7 separate regions of the Mus musculus genome follow, and regions 1, 2, 3, 4, 5 and 6 are each linked to region 7. Evidence: chromatin contacts called from public HiCAR-type, HiChIP or PLAC-seq and promoter capture Hi-C data. All regions are on one chromosome and are shown on one strand. Each heading gives the region's core, a stretch centred on a gene start, on an enhancer-like site or on the middle of the called end of the contact. The rest is flanking DNA. Distances are from core to core; before and after follow the strand shown. Region 1 holds the start of Cip2a (cell proliferation regulating inhibitor of protein phosphatase 2A). Region 2 holds the start of Ift57 (intraflagellar transport 57). Region 3 overlaps Myh15 (myosin, heavy chain 15). Region 4 has its middle 33 kb from the start of 1700026J12Rik. Region 5 holds the start of Cblb (Casitas B-lineage lymphoma b). Region 6 holds the start of Alcam (activated leukocyte cell adhesion molecule). Region 7 holds the start of Dubr (Dppa2 upstream binding RNA).

The links. Promoter capture Hi-C pulls out the DNA fragments that hold promoters and counts their contacts. HiCAR-type assays count read pairs that join an accessible place to other places. HiChIP or PLAC-seq counts read pairs in DNA pulled down with a chosen protein or histone mark. Capture Hi-C pulls out chosen DNA fragments and counts their contacts.
Region 1: a contact with region 7 is called in an H3K27ac HiChIP or PLAC-seq map of embryonic stem cells, with 12 times the contacts expected there. The contact joins the promoter of Cip2a here to the promoter of Dubr in region 7. A contact is called at or near these places in 14 of 39 promoter capture datasets (the 3T3-L1 cell line, 3T3-L1-derived adipocytes, the C10 cell line and 9 more), 7 of 484 Hi-C or Micro-C datasets (CD4 T cells, cardiomyocytes, centrocytes and 3 more), 8 of 115 datasets of contacts at active chromatin or transcription factors (astrocytes, embryonic forebrain, embryonic stem cells and 5 more) and 1 of 9 other capture datasets (liver).
Region 2: a promoter capture Hi-C map of pre-B cells shows a contact between it and region 7, with 3 times the contacts expected there. The contact joins the promoter of Ift57 here to the promoter of Dubr in region 7. A contact is called at or near these places in 9 of 39 promoter capture datasets (the 3T3-L1 cell line, 3T3-L1-derived adipocytes, the C10 cell line and 3 more), 1 of 15 datasets of contacts at CTCF or cohesin (pro-B cells), 14 of 484 Hi-C or Micro-C datasets (CD4 T cells, CD8 T cells, LSK cells and 8 more), 5 of 115 datasets of contacts at active chromatin or transcription factors (astrocytes, fibro-adipogenic progenitors, large pre-B cells and 2 more) and 2 of 9 other capture datasets (adipose tissue and liver).
Region 3: a HiCAR-type map of astrocytes shows a contact between it and region 7, with 5 times the contacts expected there. The contact joins the enhancer-like site here to the promoter of Dubr in region 7. A contact is called at or near these places in 10 of 39 promoter capture datasets (the 3T3-L1 cell line, the C10 cell line, the HPC-7 cell line and 7 more) and 4 of 115 datasets of contacts at active chromatin or transcription factors (acute myeloid leukemia, astrocytes, large pre-B cells and 1 more).
Region 4: a contact with region 7 is called in an H3K4me3 HiChIP or PLAC-seq map of forebrain, with 9 times the contacts expected there. The contact joins the enhancer-like site here to the promoter of Dubr in region 7. A contact is called at or near these places in 16 of 39 promoter capture datasets (the 3T3-L1 cell line, 3T3-L1-derived adipocytes, the C10 cell line and 11 more), 1 of 15 datasets of contacts at CTCF or cohesin (pro-B cells), 26 of 484 Hi-C or Micro-C datasets (the Ba/F3 cell line, the C2C12 cell line, CD4 T cells and 20 more), 6 of 115 datasets of contacts at active chromatin or transcription factors (astrocytes, embryonic stem cells, forebrain and 3 more) and 1 of 9 other capture datasets (embryonic stem cells).
Region 5: a promoter capture Hi-C map of pre-B cells shows a contact between it and region 7. The contact joins the promoter of Cblb here to the promoter of Dubr in region 7. A contact is called at or near these places in 1 of 39 promoter capture datasets (pre-B cells), 2 of 484 Hi-C or Micro-C datasets (both in uterus) and 1 of 115 datasets of contacts at active chromatin or transcription factors (astrocytes).
Region 6: a promoter capture Hi-C map of liver shows a contact between it and region 7, with 3 times the contacts expected there. The contact joins the promoter of Alcam here to the promoter of Dubr in region 7. A contact is called at or near these places in 1 of 39 promoter capture datasets (pre-B cells), 1 of 484 Hi-C or Micro-C datasets (uterus) and 1 of 9 other capture datasets (liver).

Annotation. Positions count from the first base shown.
Region 1 is chr16:48,992,739-48,995,438 of GRCm38.p6, reverse strand. It overlaps Cip2a (cell proliferation regulating inhibitor of protein phosphatase 2A), which reads right to left and starts at 1,251. Exons shown (of 21, transcript NM_172616.2): 1 at 1,060-1,251. The coding sequence starts at 1,161. It overlaps Dzip3 (DAZ interacting protein 3, zinc finger), which reads left to right and starts at 1,297. Exons shown (of 32, transcript NM_001110017.2): 1 at 1,297-1,649.
Region 2 is chr16:49,697,993-49,700,692 of GRCm38.p6, reverse strand. It overlaps Ift57 (intraflagellar transport 57), which reads right to left and starts at 1,399. Exons shown (of 11, transcript NM_028680.3): 1 at 1,144-1,399. The coding sequence starts at 1,355.
Region 3 is chr16:49,196,931-49,199,630 of GRCm38.p6, reverse strand. Myh15 (myosin, heavy chain 15) reads right to left here. Exons shown (of 41, transcript NM_001166210.2): 41 at 70-1,103. The coding sequence ends at 1,089. Among named protein-coding and RNA genes, the nearest start is that of 1700026J12Rik, 57 kb to the left of the region's middle. Within about 2 kb of position 1,415, at least 28 of the 459 cell types and tissues checked have an H3K27ac peak or open chromatin away from gene starts, as enhancers often do. A contact at or near this core is called in astrocytes, where this site is marked.
Region 4 is chr16:49,287,910-49,290,609 of GRCm38.p6, reverse strand. No RefSeq gene overlaps it. Among named protein-coding and RNA genes, the nearest start is that of 1700026J12Rik, 33 kb to the right of the region's middle. Within about 2 kb of position 1,314, at least 83 of the 459 cell types and tissues checked have an H3K27ac peak or open chromatin away from gene starts, as enhancers often do. A contact at or near this core is called in the C2C12 cell line, adipose-derived mesenchymal stem cells, astrocytes and 6 more, where this site is marked.
Region 5 is chr16:52,030,131-52,032,830 of GRCm38.p6, reverse strand. It overlaps Cblb (Casitas B-lineage lymphoma b), which reads right to left and starts at 1,282. Exons shown (of 18, transcript NM_001033238.1): 1 at 1,146-1,282.
Region 6 is chr16:52,451,648-52,454,347 of GRCm38.p6, reverse strand. Alcam (activated leukocyte cell adhesion molecule) reads left to right here and starts at 1,267. Exons shown (of 16, transcript NM_009655.3): 1 at 1,267-1,955. The coding sequence starts at 1,883.
Region 7 is chr16:50,731,478-50,734,177 of GRCm38.p6, reverse strand. Dubr (Dppa2 upstream binding RNA) reads left to right here and starts at 1,405. Exons shown (of 2, transcript NR_028300.1): 1 at 1,405-1,760.

The sequences.
Region 1 (2,700 bases), core at 2-2,501, 1.7 Mb after region 7:
AAGGAGTCCTGTTTATACATACAACCTGAATGAATTGCCCTGATTATCTTCGGTGAATGAAGCCACTCAATATTCAACAAAGAAAACAAAACAGACATAGAAAATAGGCACTTGTGATATCTATTCCAGTTGTCAACTAAGGCTACATCTGGAATGAACTAAATCCAGAAATGGAGGGCACATCTGCCCAGATCTTGAGGCTGGAAGACACAGGCTTCAGACATGGGGCGATGTGCTTTTGATCCAGATCTCGAGGCATAGTGGCCATGAAAAGCGTAGGCCCAGGCAAGGTAGTACATACCTTTAATCCCAGGGGAATGAGACAAGTCTCCTGAGTTCAAGGCCAGCTGGGATTGCAAGTTCCAAATCCAGGTGTGGTGATTCATACCTTTAATCTGGGCTCTACCTCCTACTGGAGGACTACATAAGGACAATGGAAGAGGGAATTCTCACTCTTCTTTGCCTGCTTACACTGACTTTCCAGTTGGAACCTACTTCTTCAGGATTCCCGCTTACACAGATGACCAGCGAAAACAACTAGTGTTGAGGGAGTGAGCAACTACTAGATTCCTGGACTTCCCAGTCACAGCTAGCTTCCCCACTTGTTGGGTTAGTAGGAGCGAAACTTTAAGTCCTTACAATAAATCCACTTAATATAAAGGGATACTCCATAAGTTCTGTGACTCTAGAGAACCCTGACTAATACAGCACCTTAAAAAAAGATCCGGAACACACACACACACACACACACACACACACAGTGCGCTCGCATACACCCCAAAGCCTCCTGGTTTGGGTCCGTACACACACACACACACACACACACACACACACACACACACACTGCGCTCGCATACACCCCAAAGCCTCCTGGTTTGGGTCCGTACACAATCCCCTCCTGGCACCCACTCGTTGCGCACACCCAGTCGCTGTCGCCAGTGCAAGGACAGCGAAGCAGCTGCAGGTCTGCCCAGGGCGAGACCTCCATCTTCCGGCCCCACAAGAAAACAGGAGGGGACCGAAGGAGGGGACACCCACTCGCACCCCGAACCTCCTTACCTCCAAGTGCCTCAGCAGCTGAGTGGCGTTCGCCTCCGACTTAACGGCCTTGTACTGACTGATGCTCAGGAGCAGGGACTTCAAGCAGGCGGTGGAATCCATGCCGACGAGCCGGCCTGTCAGCGACCACCGACACCAGCCACCCTCTGTCTTCAGCGGTCGCCGCGCATTTTTTGATTTTTTTTAAGCCCCACCCCTCTTGCGCCTGGCAGCTTCCTGTTCCGGTCGGACTCCGGAAGTCTGGGAGCAGCGGGTGGGACTGCAGTCGGTGATTGGCAGGGTGGGCCTGGGTTCCAGGCGCTGGGGTTGCGGGAAGGTGGCAGGGAGCCATCCCCTCCCACCCCCGCCGCAGTCCCCCTTTGGCGGAGAGGCCGCGAGGTTTCGGCTGGAGGTCCGCGAACACGCGGGAATCTCGCGAGACGAGCTCGTGCGGGCTCATTCTGTGGAGGGCTTCTGGGGCGAACGGGGGTCTCCGTGCCGCGCGGGCTCGGTCCCCGGGCCTTCCTCGGCCTGGGCGCGGCGGGCTCGGCTTTCCGTGCGTGCCTCAGCCTCTGCCCGAGACACGGCCGCTCCCCCCTAGTCTAGACACGGTGAGGAACTCGGAGCCGCCGAAGCTGGGGGTGGGGGCGTAGGTTTGGAGGCGGCGGGAGAGGGGCCTCAGGTTCTGCGGCCCTGGTCCCTGGTGGCCGCAGGCGACTCGCGCAGGCTAAGACCTGTGGCGGTCGGGGTTCCGTGATGAGGCAGCCGGAACTTTACGGTAGGATTTGTCAGAACCCCCCATAGAGAGAGAGCATCCCGGAGTCGCTCCCGGACGCGTTCTTGTCAGCTTTGATGTCTGTAGGCTGAGGGGCCTGTTCTTGTCTGGCGTGATTATTTTGCACATTTCTGTGGCGTCAAAAAAAAAAAAAAAAAAAAAAAAAAAGAAAGAAAGGCACCGTTGAGAATTTTATTATTATTATTATTTTAATCGGAGGTAATGATGTGCACGGATCTAATAACGAAGTGAGTCAGCAACTGGTTCAGGAGCTTAAGCTAGGTTGTGGGATCGAGTAAATGCCCATTTGACTAAGTTCTTCTGAAATTGTGGGAATTCAGGGAACGTTCCTTTTTGTTTTTTGTTTTTTTCTCGTTTGTATTGGTACCTTTTAAAGACGTCATTTATGTTCATATTAAAAGAAAATAAAAGTAAAGCTAACTGATGGCTGGAAAAAGATTGTGCCGTTGAGATAGTCACATGAGAGTTTGTAGCTAGTGCATTCATTCATGCATTCATTCATTCCATTTTAAACAAACATGTATAACGGGGCTAGGGATTGACTGTCACTCAGAACAAAGATGAGGACGTGGTGCCTGCGGAGAAGCAACCATCTAATAATAGTCCAAATAGGAAAGTACTGTTGGAATTCACTACATAAACGAGGAATGCGTCATCACTAAAACGAAGAGCAGCCAGTTTGCTGACAAGTATTTTTGCACCTTTCTCTTTGTGTCTCTGCATTTTACTGCTTTAGGCTTTTCATGAAGTGAAACCTAAGAGTAGACTATTTTACACGATAGTTTATTCAGTAAATTCTTATTGAGCTTCAGAAATAGTAGCCTTTATTACAAAGCCAAAGTGCTAGAAAGAAAAAAAAAAATGAT
Region 2 (2,700 bases), core at 150-2,649, 1.0 Mb after region 7:
GTCTTGCTCAAGCTTTGAGTTTCAGTACAGCAAGGCATTAATAAGAGCTCGTTAATAATATTACTATTAATAGTAAGTCCACTTTCCCTTTGTTTGACAGATAAATTTGAAAAACTTAACACTTTTATCCCCACCAAAAATGTTGGCCATCTATATTACTATGACCAATTTATTTTAAATAATAATCCCAATCTAGAAACTTCTATTATGGATCAGGATCAAGATGATCTTTCTTCTCTAATTTTTCTCCTTTTACAGACTAACTTGGCATTGTGGGCAGATTTTATACAAGAATTCTTCCAGACCTGTCTGGAAGAGGGTAAGAGCTTAAAACTGCCAAGAGAAATGATATGTGTCCCATTGATGGAAAAGAAAGTACGATAAATAACTCTTTAATTTCTTCTTACAGAATAAAACAAACACGGGATTTAGAGGGAAAAAAAAGCAATAGAACACAGTTATCACTAAGCTACCATGATTACAGGAGGGACTTTTGTCTATCACTCTTGACAACTATAGGCTCTGCCTTGGGGATATTCCAAACTTTCCCCACTACCGCAAGCGGGAACTTTAGGTCCTATATTGAGGGCCATTCCAAACACTTATTTCATTTGCCTTCTCCACTTCCCATTTTCTAAGAGTATTGTTGCAAAAGCACTAAGTCGTTTGAACCATAGTAATTAGCCCACAAGTTTACTTACTACATAACAAGTGCTGCTCAGAAATGTCCTAAGTATTCACAGTTGTTAGTTTACAAAGTCTAGCAAAGGAAAACATAAACTAGAAAGAGATCTAAATGATAAGGGCGCTCATCGCTAGAGATAGGTTTTTCTACCCTTTCTACTTTGGGTATTTTATTATATTTAAAACAAGATTTGTGTTTGGTAGACGGTGCGTGACTGTTTTGAAAAATGGGCAGACTGTCTTCCCCAGTCCTCCCTGCCATTACAAAACTTGTTTACTTTCTCCACAAAATGATCAAGTCTGAAAAACTACACCTTCCACAGTGCGGAAGTTTCCTTCCTGAGCACAGAAGCCAGAGGAAGGGATGTAAGGACCCCCGCGCGGGGTCTTCGCCTCACCTAAGGGGGAGCGTCCCCCTGGGGTCCAGCCAGCACCCGGCGCTGGGGGCAAGGCACGCACCTGGACGGGGGCTTCAGATTGCTCTTTCGGAGTAGCTCCTCCTCGTAGCGGAGCAGCTTCAGCTTCTCCACTAAGTCTTCCATCACCACGAACATGTGGTAGGCCGCTCCTGGCCCGCGCTCCACCACAGCCTCCCCTGCGCCTTCCCCGCGAGCCCGAGACACCCCATCGTCCAAGCCCGACGGCGGGATCACCGCGGCCGCGGCGGCCATCCCTGCTCAGACCCCCAGCGCCCGGCTGGGCTCCGGCCAGGATCTCTGCAGCCTTCGCCGCCCGCACCCCACAGACCGCACAGTCCCCACCGTTACCAGGCAACCGCAGGGCAGCCGGTCACCACGGCAACCAGACCCGCCTCCTTCGCTCCCAGCCGGCCTCTCTAAATTTTCACCAATCAAAGCTGGATTCTTACGTGACGTCACGCCATGCTGGTCCCTGGCCTAGGGGGTAGCTCCGCCCTATGGGCGTGGCGCATCGTCCCCCACCTCTTCCGCCTCTCCCGCGCGCCTTAAAGGCGTAGGGTCCCCAGCTATTTAGCGCTGCATGCTGAGTACAGCCAAGAGGAGCACAGGATCTGGTATTCTGCTCAGGGCTGCTGAATGAACAGACATCTGGTCATCGAGGTAGCAATTCAAAGGACTGAAACGAAGCAGAACAGAGTGTTGGAGGTTATGCTTGCTCAGTGATTCTTGTTTTATTTTCTCAAAGTGGGAAGTTGTGGTGAAACTCGCTGTCCTTAGGTTCACATTACCTCAGAAATTCCACCCGCAAGACTGCTAGTCTATTTCTTAACTTAATTGCTTATTAGATAGTGCTAGACTTACGAGTATATTCTAAATAAGACTTAAAGTCTTACAATGATCTTATCTCACTCCATTAGGAAAGCGGTTGCTTGGAAGAGGGCAGCTTGGGAAAAGATTTATACCACACACACATTGGCCTCAATCTGTTCCGAGCCCATGCAGATTTAAATTCTTGAGTACTAATGAAATCCCACAAAATATAGTATCTGGAAAGGAAGTGCTGCATTGTAGCACTTACATTTAGATAAGAACATTTCTGCTATTATGTCAGCACGTATTGACCTAGAAAACACATGGAGACATAACTGACCAGGGATGTGACTTATCCTTACAATAAAGTACTGCATCAGGCAATCTTTCTTGTAGTTAAAGATAAGAAGTGAAGCGAAGAGAAGTTGCCTAGCTACTTCTTAAGATAACTCAGAAGCAAGAGGTGTAACATTTGTCTGATTAACCCTGTGCCTGTTAAGGGGTCATCAACAGCTTATATCACACCCTAAATAATGTAGCAGGATCATATTTTTGACATAATTAAAATCTGAATCATATTTGTAAAAATCCTTGTGATAAAAGGAAGAGTTTTTCTTTCTAATCAGCCTTGTTTCTAATGCTAATAAAGGTATCCAAATGAAAAACATTGCTATTCATCAAATAAAAGACACACATAAAACTACTGATTTATGTAGAAAATAAAATGGAGATGAGAAATCCAAGGATAACTGGGTAATTGCACGCCTCACAGGTGGAGGTCAGAGGA
Region 3 (2,700 bases), core at 166-2,665, 1.5 Mb after region 7:
TGCTCCTTTGGTGGCGCTGGACCCACCCTGTGTGAGTGTGGTTGGATAGAGAGGCAGAGCCACCGAGAATCACACAGAACAGGATTTATTGTCAGACATCATCTTTACACAGTTGTGGCCGCTGTGCCTCAAGTGGCTGCAGTGAGTCACACAGGGATGGGTGGGGGGCTTTGCCTTCAATGAGGATGGAACAATCCTGTAAGGGACAGACTGTTTCCAAACTGTCCTCGTGCCCAGTCTCTAGGCCATGGCCAGGTGAAGCTGGTGCTGCTTGCCTTAGAACTTTATTCATGCCTGCCAAGTTGAAGGAGACTGGCAGGAAGTGGGAAGAAAAGGTCCAAGGTAGCTGGTTACTGAGAACTTACCTTGGGCCTGAAGTAATAGTTTTCAACTGTCCTACTGCTTGGGGCTCTATAGTGACCTTATGCACATAAAGTAGAAACTCCTCTGGTTTTAACTACTCACTCTGTGACAGATTTTTTTGCTTGTTCCCAACTTTAGTCTAGAACCATCCAAGGAAAGAAATTCTAGAACATGCTCATCTTCCTTAGCTCCATGGCCACAACTGTACAACCCATCTCAGGTTATAGTCCACATAAGCGTGGATCCTACATGTTTCTTGATTAGGATAGTCTACCTACAAGTTCAAAGCACCTAACTATGGCAATGCCTGCTCCACAGTGCTAAGAGACATTTTTGTCAATTGTCACCAAATACAGGGACCAGTTAAGCAAAGTTAGATAACTTGAATATCCCTTCCTCATCATGGACCAGACTCCATGAAGCATATACTAAGGGCTCTTCTCTGAGTGCTATGCATGAAGAAATGGAGGAAAGGAGAAGTGTGCCTGCTTCTAACATCAAAATTGATTCTTACATCTGTTAAGTCTTTTGTGTGAAATTGTAGTAGAGAGATGTCTCATGCCACTGAGAATCAAAAAGCCATCCATTAATCCAAGAGGTGGTTATAGTCCTTTGGATCAGAACATTTTCTTCATCATCTCCTTAGCCTGCTATTCTTGCCACATACTTATTTCTTAAAGGCTTGCTTCCAGTTGTCTTTTTTTTTTTTAATGAAGAGAAACTCCTTATTCTTCTCGAACCTGGAAAACAGAATGTATGTCTGTGTGTGCTCTGACATTCCAGGGATGTCCCAAACCCATGTGAGCCCTTTCCAGAGGGAAACAGGTCTCAGCAGCTCTCCATGGGCTTCAAAGGGAGGCAAGGGGGTCAGGCAATTAATTACCTGCTAGCAGAGAGCAGGCTCAGGTGACTCACCCCAAGGACATACTTTGTCACTCTCCATTTCTGCCTCCCCTCCCCCACTGGAAAAGATGCTGCAATCATATCACTGGTTTGTTCTAGACATAGAGTGCATCAGGAAACTTTCCCTGTATTTATGGCAGTTGAAGGATTTTAGGCTCTTCTTCTGTGAATCGGGAGCAGTGAGTCATCACACTGCCCAGCAAGGTTTCCCTATTCATTTCCTGCCAGAAGCAATTTCTGACTCACTTGTTTTATTCGTTCTTAAAAAACAGCTGTGACAAGGTGAAATGTGGGTGGGGTTTGAAGGCCCCATGACCTCCCGAAGTTGAGAATTGAAGCACAGGGGAGGCCCCTCCCTAAGAAAATCCTTTCTATGGCCTTGCTGGGCAGGCTCTGCACAGGACACCCTGAAACAGTGGGGTGACACTTCTCCAGCCGAGGCCACCAGTCAAACCACTTCCCTAGAGCCCTCCAACTGGCCCTTATGATTGAGACTGCTGTCCAGGCAGCAGTGGGATCTTTCCAGAGCTACCAATGATTCAGCCTTCTCAGACTTAGATCTCAGTGTCTTCCATGTAGCCAATTTTTAGCCTCCTTCGACAAGGTCGATATTTATGATTGGCAATCCTATCAGCGTACCTTGAGGGGCTACCAGTAATTCATTTACCAGAAATGAGCAGGCTCAACATGAACCAAGTTTTGAGAGCAAATGGAGCACCGGTGCTGGGAGCCGTGCTCACTGCTTTTCCGGCCTTGTAGAAAAGGTAGCTACTTCTATTATCCAATTTCTTCTAATTCCCTTGTCCTAAAGGCAGATGCCATTTACAAACCATGTTTCAAGGAAACTCTCAGTGAGGAAGCAGAGATGTCCCTGCCCAGCATCCATGGCTGAGTTCATTGTTGTTTCTTCCAGTTTCTGTATACAGCACTGGCCTCCTGACAGAGACATGGAAAGACCTTTCTGTGCTTCAGGGAGGAGCCAGAAGTTGAATCCTGGGACCTAGAAAGCAGGACTCCAGAATTTGGTACCAACCCCTGGCTCACTTCTGACCACCTTCCTCCTAGTTTTCAGTTTGACCTAATTCAAACTCACTTGCTTGGCTACTGTGGAAAGAATTCACTCCAAATTCCAAGGTCCCTTTGTACTTTTGAAATCCCCTTTGCTCCGTGAATTGCTCAGTATTCTGCACTAATAAGTTAAAGGTCCAACGCTCAGAGCTTACAAGTTAGCCTGGCATGAAGGGCTTAAAAAAATATAAATCTAGAATGCTTTTCCACTTCAAGCGTTTATCAATTCCATACTCCCTGGACACGTAGAATTTAATAAGTGGGGGAAGAACTTTATTTGAGCTTGTTTGGCTATTAAAAAAAAAAGATTTAAAGAGAAAAGCAAGACATTCCTTGCTATACTAATCCATGTGATGCCCCCAAGGC
Region 4 (2,700 bases), core at 65-2,564, 1.4 Mb after region 7:
TGGAGGGGTTAAGCCCTTGAAGGACATATTAAGAGAACCGTACACTTCTCAACCTTCTTAATTCTGGGACCCTTTAATACAATTACTCATGTTGTGGTTGATCCACCCCAACCATAAAATTATTCATGTTACTACTTCATAACTGTAATTTTGCTACTGTTATGAATTGTAATGTAAATAGTTTTGGAGATAGATAGAGGTTTGGCAAGGGAGGTCTCAACCCAAAAGTTGATAACCACTGTATAAAGAGCCCAGTGCCTAGGTTTCCTCTCTCCTAACTGATTGGACAGCATGAAGCAAACATAGCTTCCCTGTAACTTCCTTCTGCTTGGAAGTGAGAGATCAGATCTTGGGTCTAGACTCCATCTTAGGGAACCTGACCTAAAATCGAACTATAGTTAACTAAAAAGCCTGAACCTAGCACCAGTTTCAAGGTTACTCCCCAACAAGCCATCATCTAGCACTAGTTTCCAGGTTCCAAGCCTGCCCCTGGCACTCCACTTCCTAACAACCACCAATCAGGAGGGAAACAGGAGTTTTAAGTTTATGGTTTGGCTCCCTAGCACCAGCGAATTATGTTAAAGGGCAATAAAATCCCATAATAGCCCCCAATCCGATGTGTGCCCAGCTAGAAATCCCTCTTGCTTGCTTCCCGTTTCCTATAAAACATTGTCTTGCTGAGCGCTCGGAGCTCCCCCTTCTGCTCTGTTTCATTAGAGAAGGCAGTGTGGCCCAAGCTTGAGTTTCCAATAAAGAGTTGGCTCCTTAGTGGTCTTTGGGGGTTCACAAAATTGGTACAAAAAGGTACTGTGGTCCCGTGAAATAGTATCATGTAACTACACGTTAAAACCTTTGCAATCATTAGACAATTACACACCCCACTCTCCTCCTGTGTGCTTTGATTACCTTAGGTATTTTATAATAGGAAAAGCTTGCTAGTATTATACTAGTTAAGTGGTTTTTACAAGTGGTTCAATCAGTTTATTAAAATAGTTGACTTAGGCATCTGCAACAGTGATTTCAGCCTCCACTCCTGGCTCAATACTGATTGGAAGAAACTTAACCATCACAGGACTGTGCAAGGCAACGATTGGCCGGTGGACTCTCAGGAGGAAACGAGCCTTGTCTTTTAATCTCCACCACATGGTGTTTTTCTTGGAGTGATTCTTGGTGTCTTGTAGGCATGCAAGCTGCCTTTTCCCTTTTCCATTTCTTTTTCCTTTTGCTTCTGGTCAAGTCAGCACACACCTCAGAGATTGCACATTCTGTCTACTGAGGATCATTCCAATTATGTGAATCACCACTTCCCAGTGCACAGGCATCTTGCCAGTGCTTGAAAGCCATGCCTCAAAACTGTTTTGTTCTTCTGCTGGAGCAAGCAAGCAGCAGTGAGTCATCTTAGGTAGAAGACATTCTGCTTCTTCTAATGTAACAAAGCATCTATGTTTCACGTTAGAATAGGAATGTGTTTGCTTTTTAATCCTTAAAAGACTCCAGCGTCTTTCCTGAAACTCTGGTCTTCTGTTTTTCATTCCAGACCTACCATTATAAGGTATTGAGGTTCTTTTTTTTTTTTTTTCAATTCATCTTCTCACTTAGCTCTCGTGTCATTTGAGGATGATGGACAGCATGACTGATGTATCCCCATTTGACAGCTGAGTAAACTGATGCCTCAGTAAGGTGAAATAGTCTCTGATCTAAATATAGAGAGGGGCTGTGACCATGAAGGAATATACAGTGTCTATAAACCCCAGGCTCTGGGATAAATGCTGATTATGGAACTGTTTTCATCTGGCCTGAGTTCAAAGCCATGAACTCCACAGTCTCTTAGTCCCAGGGGAGAAGCAACTTTGTATTGCTTTCACCTTTTGGCTGATAGTTCATTTCTGTAAGGAAGGATTATGGACCAAAAAAAAAAAAAAGCTAATTAAAAATTATATGAATTGCAGTACTTTAAGTAATTGTTTGTAAGGCCAATCCTACTAAATGAATCACTCATTTATCTCTAATACTTGGCCCCATTTTTCTAATCTACCCAGCATGGCTATCACAAGGTTGTCTTAGTTACTTAACTACCCATGATATGTCCCTGCATAGCCACTTCTAACCTCAGGGATTGTTCTGTTATTGTATTTGATTTGATGAATTATAATTAACTACATGGAAATACAATTGCGCCAAAGAAATCCAGTGACTGAAAACTGGGAACCGATCCAAGACTGGTTGGTTTGTGATGGAGACACAATGTCCTACATAACTGGCTTGAATTATAATTGGTCACATTAAAGTCTAATGTTGTCTAACTCTGAGTACCAGAACAGCATTCCGTTTTTATGGTGCACTGCTGAATAATTTTGGAATTAAGACACACAGTAACCTGATGCTAACTCACACTGTAAATCTGACTTCCAAATTCCCAATTAGCTGAAGTTGGGCATGCAGCCTGGATGTTTAAAAGGAGTGAAGAGTAACATTTGTTTAGAGATTTTAATTTAGGATCCGTTCTTCCCCTTCAGGTTAAGTCAGTGTGAGCCTTTAGCCTTCCCTGAAAGTACCAGGAAACTGAGTTACAGAATCCTTTTCTGAGCTTCTTTTCTTTATTTTTTGGCTGAGAGATCCTACTGACCTGGGGGCCTCGTTCCATTGGTCAAATTCTATTGAGAAAGTCTGAGAGGCCCAGTCACAAATTCTCATTCTCCG
Region 5 (2,700 bases), core at 33-2,532, 1.3 Mb before region 7:
TCCAAGTTAGGAGCCATGACACAAGATTTGCTCTTACAATACTAAAAGTTAAAGATGCATCCTCTGCCCGTGTTCTATGAAGCTACAGCTCAACATCATCAACAAAACAACTTTTAACAGGTAAGAACACAATGTCGTCCCCCCCCCCCCTTCTGCTGTAATCCAGATTCGAAATACTAGAGCTGCAACTCCTAAAATTCACGTTGGGAGCCTCACTTCAGTAGCCTCCTTCACGCTGTTTGATTTCGCCAAGTTATTACATAAATGCAAAGTACTCCACACACGCAAAAGGGACACGTCTCTTGTCAACAAAGGCGGAGGACTTGGATACCCCCCCCGCGCGCCCCGCGCGCGCGCGTCCCCTCTCCATTCCCCCAACACCCCCCCCCCCCGCAAAAGCCAGCAGCTGCGGACACACAAATAGTTCTTTAAAGCAGTGAGGTGAGTAGTTTTTCCCTAGAGCCAAATAAACAAACCAACAAGCAACCCCTTCTTAAAAAGCGGTGAGAACCCGGCAAGGGCGGGCACGCACCGCGGAGTTCACTTCTCCGGTGGTCCCTCTTCTGCCTACCCGGTATCAAGTGGTCCAAAGCTTTGTTTCAGAACGTCTGTACCCTTTCCAGGCTCGGGCCTCTAGCCCGCCACTCAGGGGTCTGGGAAAGAGACGAGGAACTCAGCAAAGATAAAGTAGCCCTAGACCCCGTCCTGGCTTCCCAATCCCACAGCCTGCCCGATCTAGCGCCAGTAGCACGCACCTCCCACCGGCGGCGATCAGCCAGAGTCCGCTCCCTCCCGGGCCCCGGGCCAGCCAGGGACTGCTGTTTAAATCCCCACTTGGCTCAGGCCCGCAGCGGCGACAGCAGCTGGAAGCTAGGGCTGTCCCCTCTCCCTGATGGCCCGCGCCCAGCTGCAGGGCCCCCGAGCCAGCAAGAGACGTCCAACCCCGGGATGACCCATTCCTTCCTCTACTCGGGTCACCGCGGCCGTCCCGAGCCACGCGTGATCGCGGGTCCCACTCCACACACACACGCTGCCCTGGCTGGGGTGGCTCGGGTGGGGACTCTGTGGAATCGCCCTAGGAGAGCGCTCCGGGGAAGGAGCCACCGAGATCTAGGAACACCGAGACGCGGGGACGCGGCAATTACCGTGCAAAAAGCTCCACGCCCGCCCGGCAGTCCCGCGCCACACTCGGGAGGCCGCCGCAGCGCCCGCCGGAGGAGGAGACCACTCACTGGCCACCCCACCCCTGAGCCATCCCCGGAGACCAAGGCGTGGGGCGGAGCTAAGGCGGAGCCTTGAGTCTTCGAACCAATCCTGAGAGGCTGCTTTCTGCCAGACAGCGGGCGGAGCCAATGGGCGGGACGAGACGCTCCTCCCGCGCTACCCCCCAGTCCACGTCCTCCACGGTACACAATGGCCCCAGAGGAAGGCCCACTCCACTGCGTCCCACTTGGAGAAGAACTCGTTGGGAAATGGACCTAGGCTAGCCTGGAACAAAAGTGGAACGAGGAAAGGAACTGAAAAAGTAGCAGCAAGGCGCCGGGGAGCTAACCAATGAGGGGTGCGCAGGTGGGCGTGAGCGCCCCGAGCGGGAGTCTAAGCCAACTGGGGCTAAAAGGCGGGACTTCCTGCCTCACTCACCTTCCTAGTCTTTGTTTCATAGCAACAGAGTAGAGGCTGCCAGGGTGGTGCTGCTTTTCAGCTCTGGGCGGGTCCCAGGCTTAAGAAATTCATCTCCCTAGGGCTGCCAAACTGCTACCCAGGAGAGCAGCCAAATAGGTCCAAGACCATGTTTCTTGTTGACTGTCAAATAAAGAGCAGCAGTCCCATAGCTCCTAAGATGAAGGTTACCCTCACATAGAGTAGGCTAGGAGTAAAACCCGAGTGCCAACTAAAACTTCCTAAATTTCTGAAATGTTTCCCTTTTACTATTAGTTCTAGAAGGATTCCAGATCAAACATCAGGCTGATGAGAAAGCAAATACTTGACAACTCTCAGCTAAATAGTCTCTGTAAATCGTCCCAGGACAGTAAAAACTCCACACAATGGGGATTACTAATCTGTTTGACACCTTTATATTCCAAACAAGTTTTCCCCTGGATTCCAGTAAAGAACTCTGCTGTTGGATTTTTGCCAGAGTCACTTTTCTTCTATGTAGATGAATCTTCATTTTAATGACAACCCTGTTTCTGCCATCCTCTTCCAGTGTTCGTCTCTTTCTGGGCTCCGTCCTTGATAGCCGTGTAAAAGAAAACAGTCTGGTAACGCTTACAGTGAAATGCCAGGGCCCTTCTGTCATCAGAATCACACATTAGACAAGTTCCATGATTCTCTCTATTTGGTTCACCATGCTCGTACCATTTGCCCCAGGTTTACATACCTGGGAGTGATTTCCTCTGTCATTGGTAGTATGGATACACCTCACACCTTGAGCTCCTGGGTGTAATACTTTGCACTTTTTAAAAATGTCATACGTGCATACATGCATAAGCATACATATGTACATACATACATACATACATATAAGCATTTTCTAACCAACTATCCTGATAAATGTGTCTCAGTGGTTCTGCCAATCCCTAATAAGTATTTTAGTGCTACAATTATTACTGTGAAGGCTCCTGAGTGGTCATAGAATGTCCTGCAATCCTAAATTCAGATTGTTATGATTTTCATGTAATGGAAACAACCAAAATGTGA
Region 6 (2,700 bases), core at 18-2,517, 1.7 Mb before region 7:
ACACCCCCCATATCCACTTGCAAGTAGCTGGTGGTTCCCAATCTTTTGAAGACAAAGTCCCGTGAGGCTAGTTAGCATTCCCTGCTGGAGACTGGCTTCACACAGGGGGTGACCCTGTGATGCACCAAAGACTATTTCATGCCCTTGCGAGGTGGTTCAGGGACCAGGATTTTATTATGCTGAGGGCATTAAGAGTTGTGATCCTGCAATCTTGAGTTAGAGCCACTTACGGTCCCAACAGCTCCACCCTGGTGTTTTAGAGGAAAATATTCCTTTATGCTTTCTGCATGAACTGAAAGCGACACGGCTTCCCGATGCTACGCCTAGGAGGTGGTTCAAGCTTTTGAAATTGCCTGAGAAGCCCCGTCCATCTGCTGGATGCCTGGCTTTCTGGAAAGGACCAGGAGGCGTAGGTTTTTAATCTGAGTAACTCTGGATTTTGTTTTGTAACTTCAAATCGTCACCTAATTAAAAGTAAACGTGACTTTTTTTTTCTTTAAAGAACGTTTTGAAAATCAGTGTGGCGACGTGTGTTATGGTCTAGAGTCCTAATTCTCACCGGGAAGGAGATGGGGGCGAAGGGGGAGCACAAAAATCTCTTCTGCTTTTCGGTACTGGATAGTTGATTAAATGATTTGCTTTGATAAAGTGTACGCCAGCCAGGACTAGGGGAACAGAAGAACGGCGAATTCGAGAAGGAGTAACCTTCTCTTCAAAGTGGGGGAAATTACTCTCAACCACCAGTAGCTGTTTCCGTGAGCCTCCGGGTGGAGAATCTCCATCTTTTCCACCTCCTCAGTCCTAGTCCAAGAGGACCCAAGGTGAGCTCTTCGCCCCAACAACTCTACAGAAGGTGAAGGCGGTACCCTCGTCGAGAAGAAAAATCCCTAAGGAGTGAGCCAGTGGACTGGGCTTCGGAGTGCAAGAAGACAGCTATGTGGCCAGGCTGGGAGGACAGCAAAAGATCTCAGATCCTATGTCTTTGGGGCGCTGAGAATCCCCTGGTAAGAGCCAGACACTGGCGAATCCAGCCCGTCACGCCCCCTACTCTCGATCCCGCTCTTCATTGGCCAGCGTGTCCTGTGGGAGGCGGAGTCGATGTCAGCCCCGCCCACCAGAGCGCGGGGGCTGGGGCATCAGGCTCTTCTCCCACCAGGGGCCGCCAGCTCTGCTCAGTCTCCGACTTGGTCCTGCAGCGCCTCTAGGCTGCGGATCGGCGCTCCAACCACCTGCTCCGCGCTGCCGCCGAGGAAGCTGGGCGGGAGAGAGGAGCGGGAGGAGCAGGAGGAGCGGGAGGAGCGGGAGGAGGAGACAGGCAGCTTACACACGCCTTCCCGTCCTCCACTCAGAGCAGCCGGAGCCCGCGGCCGCCGCCACTGCTCCAGCTGCCGCCGCTACAGCCTCTGCCTCGGCTGCCACCTGAGGAGACCCACCGTCGGGACCCCGCGGCGCTGCCCCGCCGACCCTTCTCTGCTCCCGGTGATCCGTGCACGGTGCAACTCTCATCACTCTTCTTATCCTCTCCTTTGCAAGAAGAGAAACTACTAGAAGACAGCATCCAAAAAGAAACCGCGTCTACCTTGACTGACTACTGAAGCGTCTCCTGGAATAAGAGGGTCGCCCGTCCTGGGAGTAGCTGCCAGAGACACTGAGGAAGGGTGTGGAGGGGGGGAGGGAGGAGTTGCGGGTTCCGCGTGGAGGAAAGTTGCGTGTGGCACAGACCCGACGGCGCAGCGCCACAGTCCCCGGGGGACCGTGTGTCTTGGAAAAAAGTCGCTGTCCCCCTAAGGCGAGACCCACAAGCGAGCGGGCCCCGTGGGCCCGGGGACGACGCCCCCTCCTGCGGCGTGGACTTTGTCGGTGGCCTTCTAGGAGGAGGAATATGGCATCTAAGGTGTCCCCTTCTTGCCGTCTGGTTTTCTGCCTCTTGATCTCCGCCGCGGTCCTCAGACCAGGTAAGCTTTTGGCCTCTGAACAGCCCCACTGTAGTGGTTGTTGCGGACCGGGGGCGGTTCCCCGGGAGGCCTGGGGCTGTGCGCTCTAGCGTGTGCTTAGCAAAGTATGGGAGCCATAAAGGCGCGCGGGGGACACAGATCTGTCCCTGGGAACAGTCACCTGTGTCACACGTTTTAGGCTTGACTGGTCTGCTCAGGTTTGGGCAGCGAGATTGAAAACTAAGCACATCTCCAGGAACTTTGGGTGAGGCTTAGCTTGAGGGTGCAGGACCCCCCCCCCCCCGGCAAGATCTGCTGAACTCTCTCCCCCGCACCGTCCCTCCAGTCTCTTGGTATCAAAGTACAATTCACTGCACTCAGAGCAGTTTCCTTTCGCTGGGCTTTGAGGTGAAATAACTGCTGGCACTTTGTCACGATAAATCCCCTAAGTAACTTCCTCTTGGTCATAATGTGAAGACCTGGGAGGAATGGCAGGGGATAAGGAGGGTTTTGACTATCTTTTTTTTTTTAATAATAATAATACTGAAATAGAAGCTGCATTGTCTAGTGGGTAGCTAGTGTAGGGTTGATGGCAGCCGAGTCACGCAGCGTGGACTGGGTTAGCAGTCAGGTTTGCGAGCCTTAAAGCGAGGGATTTCTTGGTTTCCACACCCAGTGGTAGCGCCTCAGTTCTCACTTCTACAGAGAGTCCTCAAAGAAAAACGACAAAATTCCCACCAACCAGAATATCTTGTGGGGAACCCCT
Region 7 (2,700 bases), core at 156-2,655:
GTTCTCCGATGACAAGCTCCTGAATCAGCAACAAATTAAACCTAACAGCAAGATATAAAATTACATACAGAAATTATGGTCGTCGTTTGGGGCAACAAGCACTCATGAGGAAGAAGAGATAGGATGAGGCTCTTTTACAGTGCAGATGCAAAAGGGACTACGCTATAAGCAAGACATGTAAGCATCCTATATGGAAAACACTAGAAAGTCTTGTTGAATGTCACAGAACTGGATTTTCAATAAAAGGAAAGATAAATTCCGTTCTCCAATGGGAAAGCACATCAAATTATTCTCCGTTTCTCCAAAAGTATTTTAATGAAGCTATATTCTATTGTTTATATGGGAAAAAATAATGTAAAAGCAAGCCGCAATGAGGCAGGCCTAAGCCCTTTCAGACATTGCAATACGCTGCACAGACTACAATTAAAAAGGATAAATTTCGAATATGACAATATCTAATCAATGTGGAAAAGAAAAATTATATAGATCAGGACTCATGTACAGTGTAGAAATTGACATAGGTGGTATCTCACATCCCTAGAAGTAAAGAGGAAAAGGAATTTTATAAAGTTATCTTGTTAGAATAGGTAGACAGTCATTTGAAAACCGAAAAATCATCTAGGTAAAATTTCCACCAGTCTTACCAATATGCAGAAACAGTCAAATAGAGAGAGTGAAGGATACTCTGGGAGGAGACCCATCCTAGTCAATGTCAAGAAAACAGCAAAGAGGGGGTGGAGAACTGAACTAAATGGAATGAAGACCGATAATTGACATCTAAATGTGTTATGTAATCAACTTAATCCTAGATTTAAATTCTACCAACAAACGATAAAGTAAAAATTGAATATTTTTTGGAACAACTGAGGAAATTAAATCATATTAACTCTATCAGATAGAGGTTACTAAACTTGTTACATTTCTTGACCCCTGCTGTATTTTAAGCCTGTAGTCAAATATGGGCACATACGTAGCAGAATTCGAGTATATTCTTGTTGCTCAGAATCAGGGAGATAAGAGGGGTGGAGATTGAAGCTGCCACCCAGAGACTAGAAATCGGGGATGCTGCAAAATACTAAGTCACTTCACCTTATGGACACATTGTATGATCACCTAGCCCGAATCTCTACCACCACGGGTGCTTGAGAAACCCCGATGGAGAAAAATCGCTTATTCTGAGAAACTAGGTTGAAGCACAGGATCTCGCCGCTTACACAGGTCTAGTATGGATGTTATCTCTGGGGGAAGGTAGACACTGTTCACAACTAATTCAGAATCCAGTGTGTGTTCTTCCGCCCACAGCACCAGCGGCGACTGGTTCCTAGCCGCAGCTCAGCCAGCAGCCAAAGCTAAGCGGTGGGCGTGACCTGCTCTGTGGGAGGAGCCTTAAGGTAGGCGGGACGTGGACCGGCACCGCGCGTGCGTAGAGCTGTCAGCCGCACCCAGGCCGCGCTTCTAGCAAAGTTGCAAAGCAACGGGCAGACCTGTCAGAACGGTGAAGATCCCGGCGATGGAAAAAAGGCGAAACTGCTCCGCGTAGGCTGCTCGGAGTGGCATCGCACCTTGTTCGAGTCCGAAGAAGTTCCCGCTTCTCTAAGCCGGCTGAAGGGATGCGAGTCTCCTCTTGTCCCAACGGGACTGTGTCCTGACACAGAGTGGACTCCGCCCCAAGAGTGCGAGCGTCCTGAGCGTTCAGGGCATCCTGAGCCGCGGAAGGCATCCGGCCACACCCCGCTCTTTACCCGCCAACGCCAGCCCAGGTAAAAAGAAAAAAACTTTACGTGCTTTAAGATTCCTCTGGAGAGTCGCCAATTAGAGAGTTACCAGTTCTGTGACCACCCCACCCCCGCCCCCCAGGAAGAGCGAAATCTGTCACGTACTCATCTTTCACAACCTTGCATAGGAGGAGGAAACACCCACTCACGGCCGCCGGCCTTAAACGCTTGCAGATTTGCGATGGCAGGCAAATCCTTCACTTTCTGGGAGCTGGCGCCGCGTCTCTGGTGCTTGCAGAAAGGATCCAGTTTCTGTAAGGATGCCCAGGCTTCGATTGCACCTGGTTCTGAACACCAGCCCAGGAATCCCACGTACCTGTTTGCGCCTCCTCCCCTGGCCGGTTACCAGTCAAGACCGCCAGGAACCTCTTAGAACAGTAGCCAAACCGGCTAGTCTTTTATTCTGAATCGGTCACTTTCCGTGGCTAGTAAAGTCCAACACTTTGGATAAATTGGCTTAGTGTAAAAAGGTAAACTATTGTGTTTTGATAATGTCTCTTTTGCTGTGATATGTCCAGTGTGATCATTTAAAACATACTGAAAAGTGTATAGAAGAATGTTGAAATTCTACATAATCCCAACAAACTTAAAACAACTTGAAAAGCTTTATGTATGCTTTTAACCCTCTTTTTTTTTCAGTGCTCACTTGGTAAGACCACTTACTGAACAACTAGGTTGTTGAAGCTGTTTAACATTTGTTGAAAAACAGCACAGAAAATAGTATGCCGATTACAAATGCAGTTCAGTACTTAAACAAACATACTCTGGCAACAGTCTAGATGATATAATCTAGTACAAGCCTCCTTCATCGCAGTCCGTAACAAAGAAAGCACACTCATGCTAAATATAGACACTGCCTTAGCATTAAGTATTCTAATTGTTCTTTCTGTCATAATAGTTATCCATCCAATAGTCTGCAGTGCCC